Linked DNA regions of Sus scrofa: region 2 is linked to region 1. The links are chromatin contacts, called in public HiChIP or PLAC-seq maps. All regions are on one chromosome and are shown on one strand. Each heading gives the region's core, a stretch centred on a gene start, on an enhancer-like site or on the middle of the called end of the contact. The rest is flanking DNA. Distances are from core to core; before and after follow the strand shown. Region 1 overlaps MID2 (probable E3 ubiquitin-protein ligase MID2). Region 2 overlaps VSIG1 (V-set and immunoglobulin domain-containing protein 1).

Evidence for each region. HiChIP or PLAC-seq counts read pairs in DNA pulled down with a chosen protein or histone mark.
Region 2: a contact with region 1 is called in an H3K27ac HiChIP or PLAC-seq map of alveolar macrophages. The contact joins two enhancer-like sites. A contact is called at or near these places in 1 of 47 Hi-C or Micro-C datasets (embryonic fibroblasts) and 1 of 2 datasets of contacts at active chromatin or transcription factors (alveolar macrophages).

Annotation. Positions count from the first base shown.
Region 1 is chrX:88,354,160-88,357,535 of Sscrofa11.1, reverse strand. All of the region lies in intron 3 of MID2 (probable E3 ubiquitin-protein ligase MID2), which reads right to left. Among named protein-coding and RNA genes, the nearest start is that of NLRP12L, 48 kb to the left of the region's middle. Within about 2 kb of position 1,600, at least 1 of the 83 cell types and tissues checked has an H3K27ac peak or open chromatin away from gene starts, as enhancers often do. A contact at or near this core is called in alveolar macrophages, where this site is marked.
Region 2 is chrX:88,525,844-88,529,219 of Sscrofa11.1, reverse strand. VSIG1 (V-set and immunoglobulin domain-containing protein 1) reads right to left here. Exons shown (of 7, transcript XM_021079751.1): 4 at 384-539. Among named protein-coding and RNA genes, the nearest start is that of ATG4A, 18 kb to the left of the region's middle. Within about 2 kb of position 1,564, at least 3 of the 83 cell types and tissues checked have an H3K27ac peak or open chromatin away from gene starts, as enhancers often do. A contact at or near this core is called in alveolar macrophages, where this site is marked.

The sequences.
Region 1 (3,376 bases), core at 351-2,850:
GCTTTACATAAAAAGAATTAAATGAAGCGGGGCTGTTTTTTTTAATGGATTTTATCTGTTTCATTTGATTTGGAGGGAGGGTGCTCACTTAACAGACTGGGGAATATGTAAAGCTATTAATAAGATTCTGTACTGGAGGAACTGGAGCTTAGGAGACAAAAAAAAAATAAATTGCTGAGGCAGAGTTAAGCAACCGACTGCCTCAGTGCCTACATTTAATTTTTTGGCAGAGGAGTGGATGAGGGGTTGCGGGGCAGAGGTAGGTGGGGAATGGGAGCATCAAAGCCATAAATATGGTGTGGGAGTTCCCTTCGTGGCTCGGTGGTTAAGGAACCCGACTAGGATCCACGAGGTTGCGGGTTCGATCCCTGGCCTCCCTCAGTGGGTTAAGGATCCGGCGTTGGGTCACTGCTATGTTATGGGCTCGATCCCTGAGGATGCATGCCATAGGTGTGGCCCCCAAAATGCATATAATGTAACATGTAGAACATATATAATGCACACACACGTATATCGACATGCACACACACATTTTCCATGTTTACTTACCGAGTTTAATGAACAAAAATTTTGGCAACACAGAGAGAGGATAATTGGCTCTATATACATGTCTTAGGAATGGCCTAGTGCCGGGTGGCAATTCTGTGTTAGTTTTAGAATCCCTCAGGGATCAGACCTCCAAGCCTTGGTAGCCTTAGGGCTAGTTATTTTCTCCCCCCATATTCTCCTTCTACACAAGGTAGCTATTTAGAACAGGCAAGAAGTGGGAGAGGTATTATACACACGCGCGCACACACACACACACGCACATGCACACACATATATATATCCTACATGAAATGAAGCAGAAACCTCCTTTCTATATCTTCAGAACCGTAAAATTGTTAAATCTTAAAAGGACTGAAGTAAGCATCCATTTCTAGCCTCTTATTTTATAGATAGAAACGTGAGGCCTAGAGAGAAGGGCTTACTCAACATCATAGTACGATCAATGACAGGGCACGGCTGGAGCCAGAGCTTTCGCTCCCCATCCAGTGTTCTTTCCACTCCACTACTTGTTTTGTGAAGCATAGTACTTGCTTATAACCCCCTCTGAAGCTATAAAACTCTCTGGATCTCACCCTTGTGAATTTAGCCTATAAATATGAACATTTATATCTACACACACACACACGCACACACAAACTTGCAGGGATGTTCGTAACAGCTTTATGGGTCTTAGCCAAAAACTGGAAACAACTGAAATGCTCTTCAGTGGGGGCACAGATAAACGAATTGTGGATCATCAACGATAAAAAAAAAATGTAAACCATTGATGCACACAACCTGAATGTATCTCAGAGGCATGATGATGAGTGACATAAACAAATCATAATATGTTGCATACTGCATGATTCCATTTATGTAACATTCCACAAATTACAAAATTATCGTGATGAAGAACAGATCCGTGGCTGCCAGGGGGGCAGATGTGACTGCAAAGAAGTAGCACAAATGAGGTTTTAGGGGTAATGAGATTGTACTGTTCTCATTATGGTGGTAGTTACACGAATCTATACATGTGATGACATTTATGGAACTACACACATTCCCCCCCGCCCCTCCAAAAGGCTGAGTACATGTTAAAAACTGATGAAATCTGCATGTGGTCTGTAGCTTGCTTAGTAGAATATTGTACCAATGATAACTTCCTAATTGCGAGAGTTATGTGGTTATGTAAGATGTTAACACTGGGGAAGAATATATGGATGGTGTGTTGGAACTCTATTATTTTAGAACCTTCTATATGAGCTTAAACTTATTTCAAGAATTAAAAGAAAAAGAAAAACTTTAGAAGTCCCATAATGGTTTAGACAGATCGGGTGAACCAACATTTATAAATTTTTCTGAAGTTATAACTAGATATTTTTAGGCCTTTGCTCAAATGGCGTCTCATCTCATACCCACTTGGCATCCTAGTTGATTTTTATCCATAACATGTATAACTCCTAATAAAAATATATTTATTGTGTGTCTCCCCCAGCTAGCACATAAGCTTCGTAATCTTAAGGACTTTGTTTTATTCACTACTGTATTCCCAACACCTAGAATAATGCCTGGCACACTGTGGGTAGTCAACAAATATTTGTGGAATTAATGAACGAATGTGAGTATGTTGGCCCTGAAATAAAGAGAGAATGAAAAATTGTATACTAGGTCACATGTCTTCATTACAAGAGGCAAATTTCCCTTACATTTTCTTTTTATACAATTACTCAAAATGGTAATTTGGCTCTGCCATTTACATATGGTTTGCCACATTATGGAAGATTTTCAAAGATGCTGAAACAACCACCTAGGTGCTAGGAGATCACATATTCTGAAATGGTTCCTCACCCAATGTTAAAAGAAGGAAAGAGTTACCTCTCTTGTGAAACTGGCTGTGCTTTACTCATCCCTGGGGTGCATAAAGGATTGTACTGACAACAGCTAGCCACCAGAGGGCAGTGTTTATTTAATTATCCTTTCTCAGCACCTATTGTGTCCCAAGCCATGTGCTGGGTATAAAAAAAGTGGATAGGCCACAGTACCCACTAAGTTTAAGGTCTGGTGGGGAGACAAATAGGTATATAGAAGTGCTATGATGAATGTACATATACGGGAGTTCCCGTCATGGCTCAGCAGTAACGAACCCCACTGGTATCCATGAGGACGCGGGTTTGATCCCTGGCCTCGCTCAGTAGGTAAAGGATCTGGCATTGCCGTGAGCTGTGGTGTAGGTTGCAGAAGCGGCTGGGATCTGGCGTTGCGGTGGCTCTGGCGTAGGCTTGCAGCTGTAGCTCTGATTCGACCCCTAGCCTGGGAACCTCCATATGCCATGGGTGTGGCCCTAAAAAGACCAAAGAATATAGATAGATAGATAGATAGATAGATAGGGTTCTCCAGGTACACAGGGGAAGAACTCCTGAACCAGATTAGGGAGAAGGAGAGGGATACAGAGCATGTGTGATGGCTTCCTGGAGGAGGAGATGCCCAAGCTGAGCCTTAGGAGATAAGCATTCGCCAGCCAGGAGCAAAGGGGAGGGGTGCAAGTTCTCTGAGGACAGGTGCCATGTTCACACTGTGCTTCCAATGCTTGGCCCAAGGCAGAGATATGCTTTAATACTTGCAGAGTGAATGAACCAGGTATAAAGTGCAGGTAGTGAAAAGCGTATGCTCAAGGCAGACAGGGTCCAGATCATAATGGGTCTTAGAAACCTTTATCTTAATGGTGATGGGGAACCACTGAAGGGTTTGTGGTAGGGGCGTGGCATGTGGGCTTTGCATTTTAAAAAGCTCATTCCCACAACAATGTGGAAAATGGATTAAAGGGGGACAGCATGAGTCAGAGAGACCA
Region 2 (3,376 bases), core at 315-2,814, 170 kb before region 1:
CAAAACCAGGAGAGAAGAGTTTTCAAATCTCTTATGTGGGTACAGATCATGTGGATATAGCAGATCATTCAATGGCTACCCACTTTCTCACAGTGGCCTCCCTTTCTTGAGATGTCCAGGGCCCAACTAGACCCCTGGAGACTCCCCCTCCATTTGGGACCATGTTCCATGCCTGCCACCTCTGAGCCAAAAACAGTCCTGACTTCTAGAAGTTGGGGAGAAGACCTGGGCACAATCATCTTGTTGCCTGACATTCTTTTTACATTCTTCTCCCAGACAAATAGAAGACTGGACGCAAAGGACGAGCCGCCAGACACACAGGCATGCTGTCAACCAACCCCCCACACCAGGCCTTGCCAGGGGCAGCAGAGGGCTAAACTTACTGAAGTTTTCTTTCACTGGGATGATGTCTCTTCCCTCAACTTTATGCCAGTAATACACAGGGGAAGGTGTTCCAAGCACTGAGAGGCAAGTAAGAGATACAGGATGGCCAGTTTCTGGTATTCCTTGGATGCTGCAAAAGGGCTTAGAAGGTTTGACTGCAAGGCAATGACAAAGAGTAAAAAATCACGCATGATGAATGGCCGCCTGTACCAATCTGAGTCACTTTCTCACTTTCCTTTTGTAGAACATGCATGCTTTTTTTTTTTTTTTAATCTTTAAAAACTTATTTCGACAGTTTTCTAGTTGGACCACCAGGTGGGAGTAGAGCACTGCATGTGCAAGACATTCCCATCACTGGGCCATTAATATTCTAATGGCATCCCTTCCATCTGCCTCCTCCCCAGATTCATAACCATGAATTTCCGCACTGTAGCTTAAAATATGCCTTTAATAAAACAACCAAGTGTAAGCAAACATTAAACAAAGGGGAACATAGTTTATACTTCGGAAGCACAGTTTTAAAGGAAAAGAGAACCCTTAAATACTTTGAGATAACCAGTTATTAATAAAACCACTGTTTTACTAGTGCCATATTTTTCTTCTCCTTTGTGAGTCATTTTTTGGCATTTTTTCTTCTGGGTGGCACAAAATAGAGGGTTTGAATTTGCCTGTGTCCTGCCTCGGGAGGGGAAACCCATGTGGAGGGAAGGGTGTGCTAAATGGCACTAAAACGTTGATTCATCCTTGAGTGCCTTCTGTGTGCCCGGCACTGGACTAGGCACCAGCAATTCCGAAGGGACTCTGACCCAGTTCTGAAGTGGGATGGGGGAAGCGGTAAGATATTAGGCTAGAGAGCAGTGGAGCCCACAGCTTGGAGGGCTCTGTCATTCATGTATTTTATACTCAGAGCAACAGGACCACAGAAGGAGAGTGAATGATCATTCTAATGTTTTATGTTTTGTTTTTTGGGTTTTGTTTGCTTGGGTTTTCTTGGCCACACCCACGGCATGCAGAAGTTCCCCAGCCACGGATCGAACCCCACGGGTCAAACCGGCACCACAGCAGTGACAACACCAGATCCTTAACCTGCTAGGTCACCAGGGAACTCCATTAGATGGACTGCTCTAACTCTGGGGGTACATGAGCCAAGGGAGAGGAAGAGACAGATTCATGAGATATTTAAGAAGTCCACAGGGGAGTTCCCATCGTGATGCAGCAGAAACGAATCCCGCTAGGAACCACGAGGTTTCATGTTCAATCCCTGGCCTCGATCAAGTGGGTTAAGGATCCGGCGTTGCCCTGAGCTGTGGTGTAGGTCGCAGTCGAGGCTCAGATCCCACATTGCTGAGGCTGTGGCGTAGGTCAGCAGCTGTAGCTCCGATTAGACCCCTAGCCTGAGAAACTCCATATGCTGTGGGTGTGGCCCTAAAAAGCAAAAAAAAAAAAAAAAAAAAAAAAAAGAAGAAGTCCATAGGGCTTGATGACCGTGGACATGTGGCATGAGGAAGAGGGTAGAAGGTGGTGTCACTGATGACTCCCAGGGTTCTGATTTGGACAGCTGGGTAGCTGATCTTGCTGAGTTTACTGAGTTGAAGCTGCTTATGAAACACCTCAGTGGAGAAGTCCTGGGGGGAAGCTGAGAAACTGATTCTCCTCAGTCATCTTATGGCTCACAGCTTATTCTAACCTCAGTCTGACAAACAGATAAGGATCTGAATCAATACTTTCCAATTCACCTTCCTTATCTTAATTTGGATACAAAACACTCCAAAGGCCTAGATTCTCTACCTTAGGCTAGTTACACCTTAAATGCTCCGGACTGCCCAGCTCTCCAGCTCTCACTTGGGAGGCAGCAGTAAAGAGCACAGCTCAGAATCGACACCGAACACTGGCTCTGAAACTTTACCCTAGATGTACTGAGGCAAGTAATCTAATGTAGCCAAACCTCAGTTGATTCATCTGTAAAATATGAATGAGAGATTATCTGAACTCCAGCTAATCCAGTATATAAATACTTTATTGTATTTATATAAATAAAGTAATGTGTTTGTGTGTAGTGTCTTGCACATGGAATTGCTGTTGGCAATAAGCAGGAATAACTCTTGCTGCCACATTTCATACCTTGTAACTGATGTTAATCTTCCAATCTTAGACTCTAACCCTCTGTACACATGAACAGGAAAACAGATGGCTACAGCTATAGCCCTTAGAAAATTTCACCATTTTTTTCCTTTTTTTTTTTTTTTTTTTAGGGCCATACCTGCAGCATATGGAAGTCCTCAGGCTAGGGGTTGAATCAGAGCTGGAGCTACTGCCCTAGGTCACAGCCACAGCAACGCAGGATCCGAGCTGTGTCTGTGACCTATACCACAGCTCAAGGCAACAAAGGACACTCAACCCACCGAGTGAGGCCAGGGATTGAACCTGCACCCTCATGGATACTAGTCAGGTTCATTACCACTGAGCCATGATAGGAACTCACCATCCTTTCTTTTTTAATTGAAGCTTAATTTTTTTTTAAATTGAGTTGCAAAATTAGTTAGTTTCAGGTGTATAGCACAGTGATTTAGTATTTTTGCAGATTAAACTCCATTATAGATTATTACAAGATAATGGCTATAATTCCCTGTGCTATATAGTTAGTATATCTTTGTTGCTTATCTAATTTATATATAGTAGTTTGTATCTATTAATCCCATCGCCCCAATTTTACCTCCCCTCTTCCCTCTTCCCTTTGATAGCCACTAGTTTGTTTTGTATGTCTGCAAGTCTATTCCTGTTTTGCATATACATGCATTTGTGTATTTTTTAGATTCCACATATAAGTGATATCACACAGTATTTGTATTTCTCTGCTGGACTTATTTCACTAAGCATAATATTCTCTAGGTCCACCCACATTGCTGCAAATAGCAGTATTTTATGCTTTTTTATGGTTGAGTAATATTCCATTGTATATATGTATGTGTGTGTGTATATATATATATAAAAC